Linked DNA regions of Mus musculus: region 1 is linked to region 2. Evidence: chromatin contacts called from public Hi-C data. All regions are on one chromosome and are shown on one strand. The core of a region is the stretch at or near the end of the contact, and the rest is flanking DNA. Distances in the headings are between cores, read along the strand shown.

What was found. Hi-C and Micro-C count contacts between places; a contact is called where the count stands out from the background.
Region 1: a Hi-C map of uterus shows a contact between it and region 2, with 2.6 times the contacts expected there. The contact joins two enhancer-like sites. A contact is called at or near these places in 29 of 484 Hi-C or Micro-C datasets (the AML12 cell line, the AtT-20 cell line, the C2C12 cell line and 20 more), 2 of 115 datasets of contacts at active chromatin or transcription factors (astrocytes and fibro-adipogenic progenitors) and 1 of 9 other capture datasets (adipose tissue).

What each region holds. Positions count from the first base shown.
Region 1 is chr16:34,524,379-34,528,846 of GRCm38.p6, reverse strand. It overlaps a transcript of Kalrn not described here. Among named protein-coding and RNA genes, the nearest start is that of Kalrn, 13 kb to the right of the region's middle. Within about 2 kb of position 2,161, at least 47 of the 459 cell types and tissues checked have an H3K27ac peak or open chromatin away from gene starts, as enhancers often do. A contact at or near this core is called in uterus, where this site is marked.
Region 2 is chr16:34,300,892-34,305,449 of GRCm38.p6, reverse strand. All of the region lies in intron 9 of Kalrn (kalirin, RhoGEF kinase), which reads left to right. Among named protein-coding and RNA genes, the nearest start is that of Gm41448, 180 kb to the right of the region's middle. Within about 2 kb of position 2,734, at least 3 of the 459 cell types and tissues checked have an H3K27ac peak or open chromatin away from gene starts, as enhancers often do. A contact at or near this core is called in uterus, where this site is marked.

The sequences.
Region 1 (4,468 bases), core at 912-3,411, 220 kb before region 2:
TCTGCAGAACTAGCCAGAGTTTCTCTTGGATAAGCTGGGCCCGTACTTGATAAATCACCTTATAAGGAAAAGGCCACCCTTTCTAACCCTCTCCTCCTTTCCCCCTCCCCCCTCAAACGTAGGGATGGCGAACAGAGTCAAGGTTTCAACTGCTTAGTTCAAGTTAAACAAACCCACCCTAGACAAACCTGCATTCCTCTCTCTCTGAAAGATTGTATCTGCTTGACCTCTTGCTTTGGTCTGGGCCATTCCACTCCTTCTTTTATTCTTTCCCCCCTAAAATAAACTCTTTAATTGCATATTTATATCTTATGTTTATCTATGGGATGAGTAATTGCCCAGGTCCATTCTCCTCTTAGTCTGGCTGTTGTTAAGGGGTTAGACTAAGTGCGTAGTCACTGCCCAGGACTCAACAAGGCCAGGGCCTTAGACTGTGGCTGTATTTGCACTACTTCAGGGTCTCCCTGAAGTCCCTGCACAGGGGCACTTTGAGTAGTCCAGGAACTGCTTTATGTAATAGGAGTAGGACCCCATCTGTATGGGGGGGTGGGACAGAACAGATGGAGGCCTGGGAAAGAAGATAAGAAGCAACATTGTCAGCTCAAGGTTGATACTGAAAATTAGGTTCCAAAGCTAGATACTTCCTGTCTCTTCCCATATCCCCAGCCTTGGTGCCCCAAGGATGTTCCAAGGCATGCTGAGTAAAGCAGGATTGTCTAGCTGTTCCATCCCGGTCAACCCCCTTTCACCTTGAGTTGCTGCTGCAAGGCAAACTGTTGATGCAGCTGAGAGCTTGTGATTAGCAGCCAGGGTATTCTGTTCCTTCTTGTATTCTCAGTCATGGTTCAGGATGTGATTCAGGGTAAGTGGCTACATAGTAAGTGCTTGCTGAACAAGGGAGAGCTGCTCTTCATTCACTCTCTATTTATCCTTTCAAAGATTTTTCTCAGCCAGAAATTTGACATAGGACAATGAACAGGAGTCGGTTGGACAGAAGGACACAGAGAGAGCTTAAATGTCATAGGGTCCTGTGGACGGCCAGTGTGTGGCCCAACTAAGTTGCCCGGAGAAGGTTTCCTGTGGGTCTAGAGAATTAGATGAAGGCAGAGTGGGAGCAGCCTTCCAAAGCCTGTGAAGAGCATATGTGATGGTCTAAAGGGAAGAGACAGCTTAGTGTGGAAAGTATAGGCTGGCAACACCATGGTGATCATCACTGTCTTATACTCATGTGTAGTACCTGCTGGGTGGGGTGTATTATTATATTTATTAACTTAGTTAGGTGTTACTAACATCCTCATTTTGCACAAAAATTGGAGGCACAGAAACGTGGAGTGATTTGATGGATATCACATGACTATGGGAGGTAGCTTTGACATAGGAGGGTGGTTGCCTCCAGAGTCTAGGTAGTGATAATGCATAAATCAGTCAGTCTCTCTGACTCTGTCTGTATGTCTCTCTGTCTCCTCCTTCTCTCTCTCTCTCTCTCTCTCTCTCTCTCTCTCTCTCTCTCTCTCTCTCTCTCCTCTCGTGTTTCTCTCTGTCTCCCCACCCCTCTCTGTACTCCCCCATAGGATCTTGGCATGCAATTAGATATGCCTAGGTTTTGGTGGTAGCAGTCAGCTTAGAGGATGTCTAGTTGACACTGACAGAGCCTCTGACATGTTCTAATTATTGAGTCTTTCTTTCCTTGCCTCAGTGGATGGCTTGGCTTTGTCTTGTTTCTTGTGAACAGACCTGGAGCTACAAGAATGGCTCCTATCTCTGAGTGGGGAGAAGAAGGGGAAATGTTTTAGGGGCCACAACTCAGGAGAGGGGCAACCTCTCCTAGATGTAGCCACTTGCAATGATTGCTGGGGCTGCACATCTTAAAGACTGGCTGGAGGAGAGTAGATGAGGTGATTGACAACTTTGTCCTAAGCAATTGGCCAGGAATAGAGATGGAAGGAAGGATGGATTCCGCCTTTTCTCTACCTTCCTCAGAACTGATGGTCCAACCCCAAGCTTCAGAGCCAAGGCATGGTGCCAGATCTTGCCCCCATGCCTTATAAATTTCTATCCTGTACCCAGGGCTTACAGTAACCACTTCCTCAGTAGTTGTGTGTCCCAGCAGCAAAACCAGTGTCTTTAGGGTTCTTCTCACTGCCCGTCACTGCCTGCTCTGATGAGGCACGTGAGCCACACATTGGTGTTCGGAAAAATTAATGTTTTCAAGATGCGCTCTGCACAGTCTTAGCACGTCTGTGCCTTTTTCTTTCACCAGCTGAAAGTAAAGAAGCATTCTTAGACAATTACTCCCCAAGGGAGCCCAAGGACTGGCTTTGTTTACTGAGTGTTTTTAGTTACGACACATGAAGGTCTGGGGATTTTTGGCTTTGAGTTTTTTTTTTTTTCTTTCTTTCTGTTTTTGGTTATAAAGATAGGGAAGATGAGTGGCTTCTCAACGGGGTCCTTGGAAATTCCAAGATTGTGAGAGGCATGTTCTTACGTGGGTATAGTTGTTGAGTCTGAGATAAAAAGCAGTAAAATATGACAGATGGAACTCAGGTTCAGGGCTTACCTCAGGCCAGCGTTGTACCCCAATGTTTGTGAGTTATCCATCTGCATCTGTTTGGAGCCACATCTACCCTGAGAGCCCCTTCTCTTCCCCTGGACTCCCTGCCTTCGAGGTGTCTGCTGAGAGATGCATTATGGGAGACGCAGTCATGATCAGTGATCATCTTCCGCTAGTCTGTGCCGCCTGCCACTTCTTGCAGCTTCCCACACTCCGAATATTCCAAGTGAATAGGGATGTGGGTTAGTCAAAGCCTGTAGCACAAGGCAGGGATGCTCCACTAGAGAGCGCACGGTATGACGCTCAGCACCTTATTTCTGACAGATGCCACAAAGGGACCACACTGCTCTGTCCTCATTGCCATCCCTGTGGCCTCAGAATTATTCTAATCCTGTATAGCAGTGGTTTCCAACCTGTGTGTCTTGACCCCTTATCCTTTCACAGGGGTCACATATCAGATATCCTACATATCAGATATTTACATTACAGTTTGTAACAGTAGCAAAATTACAGTTATAAAGTAGCAATGAAATAATTTGGTTGGGGCAGTCACCACAACACGAGGAATTGTATTAAAGGATTGCAGCATTAAGGAGGTTAAGAAACTTTGCTCTAGTCACTTCTTGGGTAGGACTGGGACCTGAGAAGAAACATTGCTCTCACTGACCAAACTCTCCTAAGATTTGTAAGCGGCAGATAAATGAATAGCCTGAGAGGAGCTGTGGCTCCTGCTGAAACTCTTTAAGTTCACAGAGTGCTCATCTGGATTCTTGTGGCAAGCCAAGGCTGTGGAGCAGAGCAGAGGGTGAAAGGCAAATGTCTGACATACCAGTGCGACTTCATCTAACAGCCACTGAGGTGGATAAGCCTGGTGGTGATTCCAAGTTGGGAGCTGTCTGAAACCATCTCACATTCTGTATCCTGTGAGTGGGAAGTGGAGAAGGAAACGGTTGCCTGGCCCCGAGGGAAAAAAGATCTGGATTTCTATTTTTGTCAGCCTGAAATGCTGTGAAAATTACCAGAGGAACAAATGGCTATGCTACAAAGTTACACCATGAAAGCATAGAAAGATCTCTGAGTGAATCCCCTACTCCTTAGGGATAGCTTCTCCTACCAGTTTGGTGAATTTTCTATCAGAGCTCTCTTGACACACACTGAAATATATACTCGTGTGTGTGTGTGTGTGTGTGTGTGTGTGTGTGTGTGTTCACAAAGTAGAATAATACAGATATCGCCATTTATTTTGCAAACCACATTTTTCCACACAGAATGGAGCATAGACATCCTTTCATGTTGCAACATATCAAACTGCTTGTCCTTGTTAAACATTTCTAAATATAATTATCATAGTTTATCTTAACTAATAATTTATTGTTAGTCATTTGGATTACTCTTCCTCTTTTTGCCTTTTTTTGGTTTACTGATTGAATATATTGCGGTGTGTATGGGTACTGATCTTGTAGTAGGTGAGGGTCTTAGAGGTAGAATTACTGGGCTGAGAGCTATGCATGCTAGAAATGTTAATAAGTTCTGCCAAGGTGATGTCTAAAAATCTTATATCAATTTACTCTCCAGCATGACTGTGGCTTTTTGCTTGTTTTGCCAAGCTGATGGGTAAAATGTGGCCTGGTTATTATTTTTATGTTGTGTTTTCCTAGTTACAGTTTTCCTCAGACATTTCCATTTCCATGTTTGTGAATTATCTGTTTATATATTTACTTATTTTTATACTTTATATTTTATACTTACTATTTTTTTCTAATGTTTTTAGCAGTTTCTTATAAGTTAAGAATATTTGTCCTTTGAATTATGTATTGATGCAAATGTGGCAAACATTTGTCTCTTGGATGCTATTTTGGCATTGCTCATGGTTTTAAAAGTTTACCTTCACTTTTGTCTTTGAGAACTTAAAATGTA
Region 2 (4,558 bases), core at 1,485-3,984:
TGGGAAAACAGACAGAAGATTGGGAGGCGAGCATGGATATTTCACAATGGCTCAACTCTCAGAATGGTCAGCTCCACTCTTCTCTTTAGGGGGTGCAAATGTGACTCTCAAGAGTATAGCTGTTCAACTGTCTGCTCACCATCATGCTTGCTTCATCATTAGCTCACTCCTTCTCTGCACATGGAGATGTGCACAGGTGGGAGAAACCCGAAAGTAAGGCTGAGCAACCCCACTGCTGAGTCTTGGTTGCCTGCATGACATCCAGTCTGTCATTTCTGCCTGGGGGTTGTCTGAACTCACAGGTATGAGGGTCGGTGTGATGAACGTAGTCTTCGGTCTCTTAACTCCCAGCCTTGCATGAGCCTGTCCTTGTTTTTGGGTACAGACTACGCAAGTTATTTCCCTGCTCCAGCCCGGTGTGCAAGTTTGTGCCTGTAATCCTAGCATTTATGATGCCGAATTTAAGGCCATCTTAAGCTGCATATTGAGTCCAAGGCCAGCTTGAGCTATGTGAGGTTTGATCTCAAAAAAGAAACAGAATCTTGATAACATACTCGCCATTGAATCGCATCATCATTTAAAACCTGTGTGTCTCATTAATTCCCATCTATTCAAGAACAGAAATTAGGATTTCTTTCTTTCTTTGTTCTTTACAGCTTTTAGGTCTGTCTACGTTAGCTGGTGTTCTCTTTATGCTTGATAAATTGACCAGGAATTATCAGAAGACCCCTTCCACTTGCTTTGGTCAAGTGACTACTTAGCCCTCCCTCACCCATGCAGTAGGTGTTTTATTGGTGAGTAGCTGGAGCCAGCCAACAGGACTGTAATAGAATAGCTTTAAGTTCTTGGTGTTTATGGCCCAGGCTAAGGGCACAGGGACAACAAAACCTCAATGCTCAGGAATGCCATGATGCTCACTGGTTCTTCAGCGAGTTCTGGTCTCTTCCACGGGCCCAGAACTGAACTAAATACTGGTGAGATACCAGGTTAGTTAATTAGAAAGATACAAGAAAATATAAAGTGCAGGTCTACCAGAGCATGCCCATCAACATGCAGGGTGACTGAGTATTACTGCAACGCTTTCAGGCAAAGGAGTGAGGAGGCATCAGCATCAGTGTCTTAAAGGAAGAGAGAGTTCTTTGAATCCTACATATAGTCTGGACCCAAGATAGCTAAGCACACTGGGATCCAGAGACGTTTTCTCAGAAACCTGCACAGGAGGCTCGTGTGCAACCATCATCAGCCTGGGGAAAGCAGAAGGGAAGACACCAGAGCACTGGCTCAGTGGTCAGCAAATCATGTTCCTCAGCACGTCTGATCTCTGCGACCAGCAGAACACGGACAAATCGCTGCATCCCATGATGCTTCTGGGGTTTTCCCCCCACTTCTAAAACAATAGCACCTTCCTCATGACACAGAATCAAATACAGTAGCTGCCTATCACATGACCACATTCTCTGTCCATGGTCCTTGGGTGCCCCCTGGTGCTTGTGTTGTTGGGAACTCCTCAACATCCTCTCTGTATGTTGGCTGATAAAGGACTCCATTACATTCAGTGACTAAATCTCAAAGCTCAACACAGCCAGCAATCAACATAGCTAACCAGTACCCTCAGAGCTCCCAGGGACTAAACCATCAACCAAAGAGCACACATGGTGGGACTCATGGCTCCAGCTGCATATGCAGCAGAGGATTGCCTAGTCGGACATCAATGGGGGAGAGGCCCTTTGTCCTATGAAGGCTCTATCCCCCAGTGTGGGGGAATGCCAGGGTCAGGAAGCAGGAGTGGGTGGGTTGGTGAGTGGGGGGAGCAGGGAGAGGGGGTAGGGGAAGGGTATTTTTTGGAGGGGAAACCAGGAAAGGGGATAATGTTTGAGATGTAAATAAAGAAAATATCCAATAAAAATTAAAATAAATAAATAAAACAAAACCATAGCCAGTCAAACTGACTATACAGTTGAGGGAATTGAGTCCCATCAGTGTCAAGAGACTTGGTCATAACCACACAGCTAGGTGATGGTAATGCCAGGAGCAGAAAGTAGGTAGTCTAGTCCACACTCCAGTTGTCTTAGAAAAAGGCCCAAGAGAGACACAAGAAGATAGAAAATAAGACAGGGAAGACAGAATGATGCATATTACACACAGGGGAAGATAGACCACATACAAAGAATGACAGGCAGTGAGCAAAGAAAGGGGGAGCGGACTTAAAGAGGAAAGCCATTAAGGCAGGTGTAGCTGCAGAGGGAGGAACAATGGTGCAAAATGCAGACAGAAGAAAGAGCCAGTCTCCTAACGGGATGATGGAGGGCGGGCCAAGCTCCGCCTGTCTGCCATCTTGCCCCAGTGCTATTTCTGGAGTTAGATCTTACCCTGGTAGGAATATTTTGCCCTTTTAGGCTTGAAATCATTGTGAAGGAGAGATGTGTAAGCCAAAGATGTCAGTGGGAGAGATTCCATTTAAACACTTGCTTCTAGAAGTTTCCTTCCCTTGGTCCCCACAGGCGTGTTCTCAGCTTTCTTTCTCACTGCTGGGTGTGGGAATGTTGGAAATTTGGCTTACAGGTAAAACTGGAATTTGGATTCATTAACCGAAGAAAGAGAAGGTTGCCTGCTATTCAGTCAGTGTGGAGGTTTTTTCAGGGTTTTTTTTTCCCCTCAGCTTAGCATAGAACAGCATTGAGCAACAGCCATAAAAGAAGTCCCTGTCAGCATCAGGCATAAAAGCAGTCCTATCAGCATCAGCCAGTCTCCACCTTATGCCTTTTATGGTCCTGTAACTCCTCTGGCTTCCTGTGTGTGCAAAAGCCCACATAGACCTCATATGGTTGGGAAGAGCAGGGAGTAACTACTAACTAGACATCTATTTGTTGTGAGAAGTAAATTGCTTGTGTGTTTTCTTAGTCAGAGGAACTGTTTTCAGAGTAACCCAGCAGGTCAACTTGTTCTGCCTCCCTTTCTTCCTTGCCTGTTTTTTGTTTTGTTTAATGGCCCTACAGTGTTTTTTGGACTGTCTAGTTATGCTGGTAGTTTGAAGCCCCTGCTCCTGAGAAGACATATGCACCATAGGGCTTTCTGGTTCCAGGCAGAAAGCAAAAGAATGAACTGGTGTAGTCCAGCGTAGAGCTCCCTCTGGTGGTGGGGTGAGAGTCACACTGGTTCTTGGTGCATAGGCAGAGAGCTTGGAGCAGTGTTCTTAGGAAGGTCAGAGTGCAAAGCACTAAGCCATATACAGGCAGAGCAGAGAGAGGAAGTCTGGCTGTGTGCCCACTGCAGGCTGGAAGATGGGTGTGTTCATGGGGAGGTGGCACCTTTGAGGCTCCCATGCCTCCCCTTAAAAAGAACATCTTGTTTTTAAACAGTCTGCTCCTGTAAGCTAACAGAGGAGTGGCATCAAGATTTGGCTTGCATGGTGGCAATGTTCTGAGCTGATGAAGAGTACTGTTAGAACCAGACTTCCTGAGCTGCACAGCAATCTTCCTGCATTAATTTTCCTGGTGCCTCATGTGGAAAATTATAGATTTTACTCTGTTTATTTTGTTTGCCAAAAAAATGCCTGAAAGAGAATTGTGAGTATTTTTTTAATTACAGATAATCAGTCATTCATTAACTGTAGTGACTATAGCTCCCTAATCAGACTAAGTGAGTTTAGCCATTAAATAATCCAATTAGCAATATTATGTAGTAAAAGGTGTGCATTGTGGGTTGCCTTGAAAATGATTAGCAACAGCAACAAAAGGTGACCAAAACACGATGAGGCTGGAAACTAACTTTTCCTACACAGGGAAAGATTAAAGTCTAAGAGCGAAAGACTCATGCACCTTGTGCACACAATCAGATCTTAGAATACACATATGAAGAGTTGTCAGATTAGAAATGGACCAATCTTATGATAAGAACATTGGGAAGACAGTCAAACATCAAAGAAAAGATTAGAAGGTACATTGTTCAGAGCTCAGGATTCGCCATCTGTATGAGGAAATATGATTGGACATCTAGTCCCTTCACTTGCTTTTTCCTATTTAATCTCCCAACACCATGAGGTAGGTGGCAGTTTGGTCTCCATCCTTCTGAGAAGGAAATTGAGGCAGAGATAGGTTAAGTCAACTCACTTCTAATCCAACTCCTGATGGCAGATTAGCATCAAACCCAGGTCTACCTGACATTGGAGCTCATGCCATTAGCTTACACTGCAGCACCATGGGGGAGAGTGAGAATAAGACACACCCCAGCTTTAGGGGTTTTTCATTTAGTGTGGAACATCACTGATCGAAAGAGCCCTGGGAGAGATTTTTCCTATGTTGGGTTCCTACTGGCAGCCTAAGACTGATCCTCAAACTGTGTCACAAGAACAGTCACACTTACTCCCTGCAACCTTTCCTTGTGCCCCATCATTTAAGAACTCCTCTCTACACCTCCTTACACATGATACAAGTTACTCTAGGACACCAGCTCCCAGTTCCCATTTTTCACAGCCTGTGATGTTAACTCAGCCTTGCTGGTTCCGTCCTTTGTAGCATATATTTGAATAAAACTCACTTGCCTGTGGCAGTAATTAGCA